Linked DNA regions of Mus musculus: region 2 is linked to region 1. A link is a contact called in public Micro-C data. All regions are on one chromosome and are shown on one strand. The core of a region is the stretch at or near the end of the contact, and the rest is flanking DNA. Distances in the headings are between cores, read along the strand shown.

The links. A called contact is a pair of places that touch in the nucleus more often than the background predicts.
Region 2: a Micro-C map of the HL-1 cell line shows a contact between it and region 1, with 8 times the contacts expected there. The contact joins the promoter of Ubtf here to the promoter of Ppp1r9b in region 1.

The regions. Positions count from the first base shown.
Region 1 is chr11:94,987,697-94,993,130 of GRCm38.p6, reverse strand. Ppp1r9b (protein phosphatase 1, regulatory subunit 9B) reads right to left here and starts at 1,919. Exons shown (of 10, transcript NM_172261.3): 1 at 213-1,919. The coding sequence starts at 1,583.
Region 2 is chr11:102,315,218-102,321,338 of GRCm38.p6, reverse strand. Ubtf (upstream binding transcription factor, RNA polymerase I) reads left to right here and starts at 2,243. Exons shown (of 21, transcript NM_011551.7): 1 at 2,243-2,491; 2 at 4,866-4,990. The coding sequence starts at 4,933.

The DNA of each region.
Region 1 (5,434 bases), core at 670-3,169:
GCAGCAGGCTACCTTCACAATCACAGACCTGAAAACCTTCCCACTCTGACAAACAGCTGGAAGTTCCCCCACGCCTCCCTCATTGTGGGAACTTCTGGGAACCCGGCTGGGTGGCAGGGGCTGACTCAGCCTGCCAAACACGGATGTCTGGGCGGGAGCGACCACACGCACGTGGCAAGGGCAGCTCGGGGGGCCCAAGGGGGGTCACTCACTTGGATCGGTGCGGTGCTGAAATGGATCTTCCGGCTCGGGGCCGGGTCCTCTTCCTCTGAGAGCCCGGGAATCTCCACACACCCTGACTCCGGCTCATAGGGGGGCTCCCCGTCCTCTTCGTCTTCTTCATCGTCCTCCTCCAGGGCACTGCCCCCAGAGTCCTCCCCGAGTCCACTGTAGGCGCTCACATCCACCAAGTCCGCTTCCGAGAAGTCCTCCTTCTTGGATTCATCCACCTCCTCAGGTGCCATGTCCGGGGCCCGGCCATTGTCCACCCCCCTCTCTAGCGTCGCCACTGACGCCGCCGCCTCCTCCTCGGGGACCGCTTCGGCCTTGGGTTCCTCGGGTGCAGGGCTGGCTGTGGTGGCCGGGGTGCTGCCATTCTCCAAGGCTGCATGGACCGTCACCTCGGCCTGGATCACTTCCCCGGGAGCCGACTCGGCCTCAGACTCCCCACTTTCTTCAACCTCCACCGGCTTGATCTTGCGCACCTCCCGCGGCTTAGGCGGAGGTCGGGCAGGGGCCACCCGGTGCTGTGGGGGCTGCTGCCCTCCGGGGCCACGCTCCTTCTCGGTCGCGCCATCCCCCGACGGGGCGGGAGGCGGCGGCGGTGGCTGGAACACCCGGGACCGCTTAGTGACCAGCTTCGAGTTGACCTGGGGCGCCCCGGCTGCCCGAGGGGGGCCGGGTGCACGGTGAAGGCCGGTCCTCGAGTCGGCTTTCTCGAAGACCGCACTGAGCTGGCTGACCGTCGGCGACACGGCGTCAGCATCCAGCTTGTCCAGCGCCTCGGTGCTGCCGTTAAAGCGCACCACGACGTCCAGCTTCCGGTCCTGCAGGCCGGCGCGCTCCTGCCTCAGCAGCCGCCGCGCCACGGCCTCCTTGTCGCCACCCGAGGCCGCGGGGACGCTCCGTTCGAACAGCTTCCGCGTCTCCTGCAGCCGGGACGGCGGGTGCGGCGGAGGAGCGGGCTGCGCCGAGGGCGCGGGCTTGGAGTCGAAGCGGCTCACGCGCTCCGACACACTGGTGCCCAGCTTGAGCAGGGCACTGTGGTCTACGTTCTCGTTCAGGCTGCTGGCCCGCGGCAGGGACAGGCGCACCCCGCGATCGGACGCCCGTGGGGCCTCGGCCATGCCTGCGCCTCCGCCTGCCTCACCCGGCGGCCCCGCGGTGGTGCCCATCTGCAGGAACATACTTTTGATGCGGTGGACGTTGGAGCCATATTTCTTATGGTGGGCCGCCTTGGGTGCCTCGTCGGGCCCGGGTGCATCGGGAGGCTTTAGTGCCTGGATGCCCGCTTCGTAGGCGCTGCGGTGCGGGGAGGCGCTCCGGAGGGGACCCCCGGGCCCCCGAGGCTCCGTCTTCATCATGGTTGGGGGAGCCGGGTTCGCATCCCCCTGCTCCCCGCTGCCCCCCTCCAGCAGGCGGCTGGCCAAGTCGGGACCACCGCCCCCTCCCCCCAAAGAAAGAAATCCCGAAAGGCCTTCTATAGAGTCCCCCAGAAACCAAGCTGCCAAAAAACAGTTAACCCTGCTTTAAAAAAAAAAAATCTCCGAGCGCCCTGTGTGGGTCGCCTCCCCCAACCAAGCTGCCAAAGACAGCCAGCCCCCTTCGAAAGCTCTAGCGGCCTGGTGCGGTCGCCCCCACCCAAATTGAAGAAGCGGAGGCTGGCTGGAGCTGCTGGGACCGCGCGCCCAGCCCGCGAAGCAGCGGCCACGGCACCGGCTCACATCCTCCGAGGCGGTGTCAGCGGCGCTGGCGGCGCAGGCGCCCCCTACTCCGGCCGGGGGCCTTGGCTCTCGGGGTGCCCGGCATCCCCGCGCCCGTGGCTGCTCCGCTGACCCGGGCCGCTCCGCCGCGCCTCCCTCCCTCCCTCCCTCCCCCCCGCGCCCCGAGCCTCGGTCTTTCTCTAGCTCTGCCCGAACCGCGGCTGCCGGAGACCGAGCGGCTGCCCTTCTCGCCGCCGCCGCTGGGGGACTGGTACCACTGGGTCCTAAAGGGATCGGATTTCCGGGGCCGGAGCCTGTGAGCCCTCCCCTTCCCTTCCACCCTGTCGCCTGGTCTCTCCTACTCATAGTTGGCGGACAGCCTTCCGCAGCTTCACCGACCTTGGCTATTCTTCTTCAGCCCTCCCATCCCAAACTCGGCTTTTCACAATCCACTTAGGCGTCCCCTCATTTAACCCTGGGGGCGGGGAGCCATCCAGCCACAGCAGGAACTGGCCTTCTCCTCCCACAAAGTGAAGGGGTTCTGTGGGGAGGGCCCTTAATCATTTCTCTAAAGGTCCTTAGAGTGTTCAGGGGTACCAGCAACAAAACTTTTGGGTGCTAGATCAAAGTACATAATTTCTAGCTCCTTCCCAAAGGTGAAGGGGAATCTCAGAGGCGGAACCTGGGATTCTTCATTTTAACAATTCCCCATAGGAATTTTTTTTTTTTCATCTTTCAGAATGTAAAACTTGGGCCCAGCAATCTTTGTGGTGCTCTGTCCGGAGGAGAAATGAAGAAAGGGACAGGGTTGGGGGTTACATCACCCATATGGCAGGAGATTACCAAAGATGCTTTTTTGCCTTGGGAAGTCTTAAAATGACGTTGTTCACCTACCCCTTTGGGGAGAGGTATAGAATCCTGGCCTTCATAACCTGCCAGAAAAGATCTCTGAAACAGGAAGGTTTGTAAGGTGTTGGGGGAGGTTGGAAGGAATGATTCTAGAGTCCCAGGGCTAAAGTTTCCCTATTGAGAGTTCTACGTTGGGTCTCAGACTTAGAGGATTCTGGTCACTTGTGTGCAAGCGTGTTTGTGTGTGTGTGTACCCTACAAATCCCACCTTGAAAACTCAGCTTCTTTAGAGCTCCTTCATTCCTCACATACACAACAAGGGGCCTTGTTATGCCCGTTATCCTTCCCCAATCTAGCAGTGAGGATCCGTCCAATATTCAGTCAGGTCTAGATGTGTAGCTCCTCCAGTCGTTGGTAGATTCCCAGGAACTGAACAGGGTGGACACTAGGACCCAGAAAACAACTCAGGCACAAAGCCTCCCCCCTCTCCCCAGCTGCTTCCTGCATCTCAGGCCTTCCTGCGGCCTCTGCCTCCTCCCCCGCCCTCTTCCCCTCCATCCTCTTCCTCCTCTTCCCGTTTTCTCACTCTCTCCGGTTGGCCTGGCCCAGCTCATAGAGGGAACCCTCTACCCTTCCGTTCTCCGTGTGTGGGTTTTGTGGGACACTAACCCATGGCACGTGCGAAAGAGCTCTGTGCATGGGGGGGATGGGACGTGGGGAAACCGCCTGGGAACCCTGAAGATTGGGATGGGGAGGAGCCAAGAACCACTGGACTGGCTCCCTAGAGTAGTGTGCCAGGAGAGGGAAGATTTTTTGGCTCTCATCTGGAGCCGGAGATGAACCCAAATCTCAGGCTTTCGGATGCCCCCTGCATTTTTGCACAGTGGGCAGGAGACTTACCCCTCCCCAGTTCTGCGTTTGGGGATCTGTGCAGGGTAAAGAAGCCATCCAGGTTCCGTCTCCCCTCCTGACCCATCTTTCATGAACAAGCTTTAGGACATGTTCTCAAATTCAAGTCTGGGGCTTGAGCCCTTCACCCTAACCCGGCTACGGCAGTCAGTGGCTTGTTTTTTGAGAAAGGGCCTGCAGTATCCTGTGCTGGCTTCGAACTAAATACTTAGTCAAGGATGACCTTGAACTTTTCTGATCCAACTGCCGCCACCTCCTGAGTGCTGGAATTACAGGCTTGAGCAGTTACTCCAACCGAGGGCTTCCTTCTTGCTCAGCAAGCATTTTAGCAACTGTTTTACATCCCCAGCTCCCTCTGCAGTGGTTGGGCGATGCCCTTCTGCTCACCCCATTGCCAGTTGGGAATCTGAGCAGTGTTCTTAGAGTTCCTCTGTGGACTTGGTGGAGGGCCCAGGGCCCTGGGTGTTCTGCCCAGAATCTCCCACACCCTTTGTGGTGAGTCATTTTTCACTGGCCCCAGCCCAAGGGGTCTGTACCCACACTCCTGGCCAGGTGGGAGGAGGGGTTGGGAACCAGCTGTTAGTCCCTTTCCCAACACCCTTGGCAGAAATTTAGGATGGACTGGATTTAAAGGTACCCTCAGGTCTCCCTTGTTCAGTGATTTCTCAGAGTAAAACTCCTTTAAGGGCTTTGGGATGTGAGAAAGTACGGTGAGTGTGGAGCTTGGGTGGCTGCCGCTAATGAGTGGAGATTATTTTTTCCTGGGCTCCTAGATGGAGCTGAGCAGCACCCAAGCCGGAACTTCTGAAGAAGCGTTTAAGGGAGCTGAGTGGTAACCGCTTTAACCATCACTCTTTCCTTGGAATCAGGCACGACCCAATCTGCCTAAGAGATGGGTGGGGCACGGGGTGTCACCTCCATCCTGTCCCTGCCTGTCTGAGGTAAACTTTCATTCCTCGGGCTGTAAGTTCACTGATTCTTGACTGTTTAGCATCTCAGGATAATTTGAACCTTCTGGTTTCCCCGGGGGCCCAGGTAGAGGAAATCTGTTGATGCCATCGCCAATGTACCTGGTGGTCTTGGGATGGAACTTTCTGCCATTCCTTTGTCCCGTATAGAGAGGAGAGGGGAGTGGTCCCCAAAGTCGGGCCAGGATCTTGGCTATACCACTTATTATCTGGGTGACCTGGCAGAAGTCGTGTATCTCCTCAGTGCTTCCAGGGGATAAACTGAGGCCTGCGAGAGGTGCCAGCAGCCCAGAAACGTATGACCCTGTGTAGAGGAAGGAGAAGTCTCCCGGGCAATGGCTAAGAAATAGAAACTGCAACAGGCAATGATTATCCGCCCTCTCCCGGCCTGAACGCCCTTGTTTCTCAGGATGGCCCCTCTCAGAAGGCGCTCTTTGATGACATGCCTGGAGGCTTGCCTGCTTTAAATGGCAGGTGTAACAGCAAAGATGCTGATGAAGATGGGTGGAGAGAGTCTGATGTGCGATAAGTCCCAGCCTTCAGCACCCTGGGCTCAGGCATGGGCTGGGTGCCAAGGCTGACTGCTCTTCCCAGCCCTGGGCCTTTGAGAGAACTTCTGAAAGCAGTTTTTGTTTGTTTGTTTGTTTGTTTCCTGGCCACTGTGAAGACTCTGATCTAGATCCTGCCCTCTGGCTGTTCTATGGCTCCTCAATAATGTTCACCCCAGTTCTTCCCCTTTGTTGCCTAGGGCCTTGAGCTAGTTCTGGGATCCACGGTGAAGCTATG
Region 2 (6,121 bases), core at 994-3,493, 7.3 Mb before region 1:
TATTCCAGAGGCAGATCTAGGTATGTGGCGGTGGGGGGAATGGAGAGAAAACGGACAGAGGGAAGAGAGGAAGGGAGTAAAAGCAAGCGAAGGGGATAGACTCTTTAATAAAAAATAAAATATTAAAATCTCAGCAATTGGGAGGCAGAGGCAGGCAGATCTCGGGTTAAGTGCGAGGCTGGCCTGGTAAACAGAGCTAGCTCTAGGAGAGCCAAGGCTACACAGAAAAACCCTGTCTCAAAAATCCAAACGAAACAAACAAAATAATTTAAGAACAGACTCTTCAGTAGGTCATCCAAGGAAGAGGCCTTGAAGGCTACCCTTCTTTATCACGGCCAATCTGCCTCTCCTACACGCGGTGCTTCTAAGCTGAGCACAGCAGATCTGTTCCTGCAACGTGGCAGAGTGGGATGTGGAAATCCTGGGAAAGAAATCTCATTTTCCCCAGGAGACAAGAGGAATTACACCAGCAACGAAACTGTGGATGGAGAAGGCAGTGTGCCAAGAAATGGTCCAAAGAGACTGTGCGACCCAGCTGGCTGAGATGTGAGCAACAGCAGTGTTATTGTGGCAGCCCGAGGAGCCAGGAGCCATGGCGTGTCCCGGGGAGTGATGACACAAACCAAGCGTGGGCCGACCTGGTGGAAACCAGCGTCCTTCACATTGCCTTCTGCCTCCCTACAACTAATCCTGATATCCCTTCAGCCCACTAGCAGGGGAGGTAAAGACCACTAGAACCGATGGCAGTGGGAGGTTAAAAAGCGGCACACGCCCAGGCCTTTTCTCCCCAGACTTGCTGGATGGTGGAATACGGGAGGTTAGATCTGTGGTTGCCGGGCTGCTCAAATCCTGCCTTAAACCGGGGTGCGGAGCTCTCTTGTGGGCTCCCCGTCGTCGCCGGGGTGGGGGGACAGCGCCCGCGGCCTGCTTTCTCAGGGCTGGCCAAGCCTTTTTGACAAGCTGATTGCGAGAAGGGGATTGGCTGATCCAGGCGTGACGCCGGTAACAACAAAGGTGGAGTTGGAAGAAATTAGATTAAAGGAAAGGAGGAGAAAAAAAAAAAATTAAAGGGGGAGCTTGCAGGCAACTGGAAGCAGAGACCGAGGGGGAGACGCACGAAGCTCCGTTCCCGGTTCCGACTTCCCCCTTCCAGCTCTTTCGCACAAACGCGCTGGGATTTTGCTCTAAACCCCTACCCCGGTCGCGGCCTAGTTACTGAAGCCCAGGGTAAAGGGATGGCCGTTCCGCTGCTTCTTGAAAAACCTCCCCAACTCCCACTGACACCCTACTACGACACAGGGGTGAACTTTTTGTTCTTAACTCCTCGGATCATACGGCCGGTGAAGATGGGGGACATCGAGAACAACCCAAGACTGGCTCTGAAATCCGGAAGGCCCTCGCCGGGCACCGAGACCCAAACGAGGCGGGGTACTTCCCGGGTATTTTCATACGTTGCAAACCTAGGAGGCTTTTTTTTTTCCCTTTTTCTTTTTTGTAACATTCCCCTTCGCCCCCATCCCGCTTTAGCTTCAGGGTTGCAAAAGCAAAGCAATAAAAAAAAAAAAAAAAAGAGAGAGAGAGAAAACCTGCGCACACAGACACACACCAGTGGCGACAGGGGAGAGTTGGAAAAACGCAGGAGAGGAGGAGGCAGGAGACAGCAAGGATGGAGCAATGGGAGAGGGAGCAGGCAGGATCCCTCACAGATCCCCCTCCGGCCTCAAGCTGCCTTGCCCGCCCCGACAGGAGAGCGAGGAGTCGGGCAAGCAGATGGAGTGGAGCTCGCTCTAGGCAGCTGGCTTGGCCGGAGACTGGAGGAGCCGCCAAGCGACCGGCTGATTGGAAGAGAAACGCAGAGCGATGGAGGCGGGGGTAGGAGGACGATTTCTCTGCGGGGACTGGCGGCGGCGTACACGCCCGGGTCGGGCGCTGCAGAGCTTGGCTAGCTTTCAACCCGCGCTCGGCGGCTCCAGCCCCGCGCACCCCCGCCCCCAGCCCTGCCGGAGGCCCCGCAGGTGAGTGGGAGCTGGGAGCCAAAAAAGAGCTAAATGTCGAAAAACATCTGCCTTGGAAAAAAAAAAAAAAGCAAAAAACATTTTTTTTTTTTTTTTTTACTATTCCTTTTTTTAAAATTTCGTGCAGCCCCCGAGCGGTGGGAGGGAAGGGGTGAGGCTGAGCCGCCCGGAGGAGGCGGAGGGGCCAGGCGAGGCCGGGGCGGCCCGGGAGGCGGCGGCGCCAAGGCGGCTCTGACGGGCGAGCGCTCGGAGCGGCGCTGCGCTGCGCTGCGCCGAGGCGGGCGGGCGGGCGGGCGGAGCGGGGCGGGCGGAGCGCGGCGCGTGGGGCTCGCCATTAGCCGTCGCTCCGCTTCGCCATCTCGGGCTTTGTCTGGAGACTCGCTGCCCGGGCGCCGGCAGCTGCGGAGCTGCGGCTCGGCTCTTCCGCTTGCCGTGCTGCCTGGCGCCCCCGGCCCTCACTAGCACCCACTTGCTCGGTAAGTAAGCCTCGGTGCCGCGGATTTCGGGGGAAAGGGGTTGCTCTCTGGCGGCGCCAATCTCCGTCCTCCACGCGCCCGGGAAGGCCTGGATAGCCATGCCGGGCTGGATTGAACCGGCTCCCAGAGTGACTCTTCCGCTGGGGTCGGCAGCTCCTGGCCGATTCCCGGGTGTGAGGAGGGACGGGAGAGGTTTTTGTTGTTTAGGGGACTAAGAATATATATTTTAAGTTTCACGGGTGTTCTGCGGAGCATAAGGGAACCGAGAGGTAGGCGCCGAAACCTCGCACCGCGATCCGGGAGCGTGAGTCCCAAGCCGGTAGCCACGCTCCGGGGACCAGGGTGGTCGCTAGCCCGCTCCCGGAGGCGGGAGAGAGGAGCAGATGAGGACTAGGCCGGGAAACCGAGCTTAAGCTGGGAGAGCCTGGAAGAGAGCTCCAGAGCAGGGTTGCCGGCACCCGCGAGGCTCGCCGGCCACCCTCTCCACCGCCGCACCTCGGCCCTCCCTTCCTCCCGCGCCGGCCAAGCCTGCTAGTTCCCCCGCGGGGCTGGCGAGGTCGCTTTAGCCGCCCGCTTGCTCGCCCGCCTCGGCTCGCAGCCCCGCCGCCATCCGGGCGGCTGCGTGTCTTCCCTGTCCCGGCCCCCCCCTTCCCCGGCGGCAGCAACAGCAGCAGCCGCCGCCGCCACTACCACCACCCCCCTCCCCTCCTTCCTTGCCTCCGCCTCGGCCGCCCGGGTCCCCCCAGCGCCCGCCCCTCCTCCCAGCTGCCCCCCGCGGAGCCCGCCCGGGCAGGCTGTGGGAGGGAGCGGAGCCGGCGAGGCGGGCGGGCTGGCGCTCGCTCCCCGGGGGTCGGTGTGCGCTCTACGGGGAAGGACGCGCTCGCTGCCCCGCTTCTCCCGCCCCCCCTCCCGCTCCTCCTCCTCCCTTCTCCCTCCTCCCCGCTCCGGCGGCGGAGGCTGCTGCGGCGGCGGGGGGTGTGCGAGCTGAGGCCGGGGCCGGCGGGCGGGCGGGCGGGCTGCCTGCAGGCGGAGGGCGCTGTGCTTTGTGCTTTTCGCCGCGAGGAGCAGCAGGCAGCAGCCACAGCCGCCGCCGCCACAGCAGCAGCAGCAGCCGCCGCCCCAGCGCCGCCGCCGCGCCCGGAGGAGGAGCCGCTGCCGCCGCGGGAGGGAGTTGCGGCTGTGCCCGGCCGAGCGGGGGAGGGCGCCGCGCTCAGAGCCGAGAAGGGAGCCGCCGGAGCGGGGAGCTCAGAGGCCGCGCTGCGCCGGGTAACCGAGGCGGCGGAGGACGTGCGCCGGGGCCGGGGCTAGGGAGCGAGCCGCGGCTGCGGTAGACGCCGAGTGGCGATACCGGGAGAACTGTAGACAAGATGATCAGGGAACGGGGAAGGGCGCCGTGAGCCGGGGGTAGGAAGGGCAGGAAGCGAGGCCCAAGTGAGGCCCCGGGTGGAGGAGCCCGCGTTTCTCCGGCCGACAGGCGCAGTTCTCGCCGGCCGCCGGAGGGGGCGGCGGGGCCGGTGAGCGAAGCGCCCCCGCCTCGCGGCCGCCGTCCTCCCGCCCTCTGCTTGGCTCGGCTCCCCGGAGGCCGGGGCGGGGGCGCCGGCAGGGCTGGGCCGCAGGCTCGGGGAGGAGGCGGCCGTTCCCGCCGCGGTCGCGCCTCTGCGCCGGGTTTCTTCCGTGCGTGTTGGGGTGGCTGGGTGGTGGCGGCGGCGTCTCCGGCCCCGGGTGGTTCGGGGACGGGGGACAAGCTAGGCCGCTTCTCCGACTGCTCGCCTGCCCGGACAGGCGGGGACCGCGTTGGGAGGTCGGGAGGGGGGTAGCAGCGGGAATCCAGATCTAGTCCCCGGGGGCGGTCCGGCCGCTGCGCTCCCGGGCTGGCGGCGGCTGCGCGGCGTCCGGGTCCCCGCCGGGTTGCGGAGGCGGGGGGAACCGGCCGGGGAAAAGCGGGAGGAGGAGACTGAGGCGCGTGCCCGCTTCCATGCCCGCGCGCGCCCTTTACCCGCCCTTCCTCCCCCGCCCTCCAGCCTGGGGCCTCCCCGGGGCGGGCGCTCACCGAGGAGGAGGAGGAGGAGAATTTTTTTTTTTTTTTTTTGCCCGGGTGGGGGAAGGAGGCCGGAGGGCGGGAGCTAGCTGCACGCGGGAGCTGGGAGCAGTCTCTCGCGTGGGCAGGGGAGGGCGCATGCGGCACCGCCTGGCTCTGGGGGCTGGGGTAGAGAAGAGTGGGGCTCACTCCTGCACCCACTGATGAAGTCTATGAGCCTCCTGTTCGGGTCTCGCTGAGAGTGTGGACCTATGCCCCCTCCCATGTGTGAGGGGGTGGGATAGAAAGCCCCCCTCCTCTCAGCCTCCTTAAGTGGGTTTGGTGTCTCTTCAAAAGGGTGAGGTGGCTTTGACCCCGGGTGGCCCGGCCAGCGCGACCGAGGAGGTGGCTGGACAGCTGGAGAATGAACGGAGAAGCGGACTGTCCCACAGACCTGGAAATGGCCGCCCCCAAAGGCCAAGGTATGGGTCCCCAGCTTCTCTTTTCAAACTTGTCTTTTTTCACACACGAGCTCTCCAGCCTTGTAAAAGGTTCCTCTCAGGCTTCGTTCTGTGCACTGGCAGACAGTCTTAAGTCTTAGAAAGTGAAGCATCTGTCACATGGGGGTTTGGCCAAATCCAAATTACTTGGCCTTGAGCTTAGAACTTGAGTCTTTACGATCTCTTGCTATGAATGAGGGTCACAGGGAAGACTCTTGGAAGCCAGCCTTCTTGGTTTCTTAGCTTGAAGTATCACACCTTAGTGGAGATTTTCACTAGAGGCAGGTGGAAAACAGGGAAGGGGATTGTGGTTTATGGCTCCAAGCCTTAGGAATTATAGATGCCCCGACCCTAGCCACCTCTGTCAGCAGTGTTATGTTTATGACATGGAGGGTAGTAGGAAACTGGGCATCTGCCAATGTTTGTGAGACATCAGGGGAGAGAGGATTATGGGCCATGTGACCCTTTTCTGCGGAAACCGGCCCAGGTTACCAGATGCAAATGAAAGTCAGGAGCTCTTTTGCATCCTGGCCAAGGGTTCCCCCAGCCCAGCCTCCATAGCAGAGAGGCTCAGAGCTGTCTCTGGGCTGCACTTTAGCAGCTGAAAATAATTGGGCTAAGATGTCAACTTGGAGTTCTGGGGTTCTCCAGAGACCAAGGCCCTGAGAACTCTGTCCACCTGCTTGCCTTTTCTCAGAACTACTGTGTATGGTGCTAATGTTTGAATTCCACTTTTCTCAGTTGCCAGAAATGCTGCTTTGGTCTCCCTTAAAGTGACTAGAGTGGTGGAGTACCTGCCTTTAGTTGTTGATCTCCAGCTGTGCTGGACAGACATCTTCACTGGGAGCCTTAGGACTCACACCTCAACCTCAGGCCTTGCATGTTTGACACTCACATAGAGCCTGACCACATTTAGATACGTTCTTTCCCTGATCCCTCCCTTTCTGATGAGCCCTTTGTCCATAGGCCCTAAATCACTAGACTTCCCACTCCATCTCATACTGTAAATAGGGGCCCATGGCAGCCTAGCATGTTAAAAGTGATTGCTTTGAGGTAAGCAAGACAGGATTCCCAGTGTAACTTAAGTATGGTGGTTATTTTATCTGGTCCAGA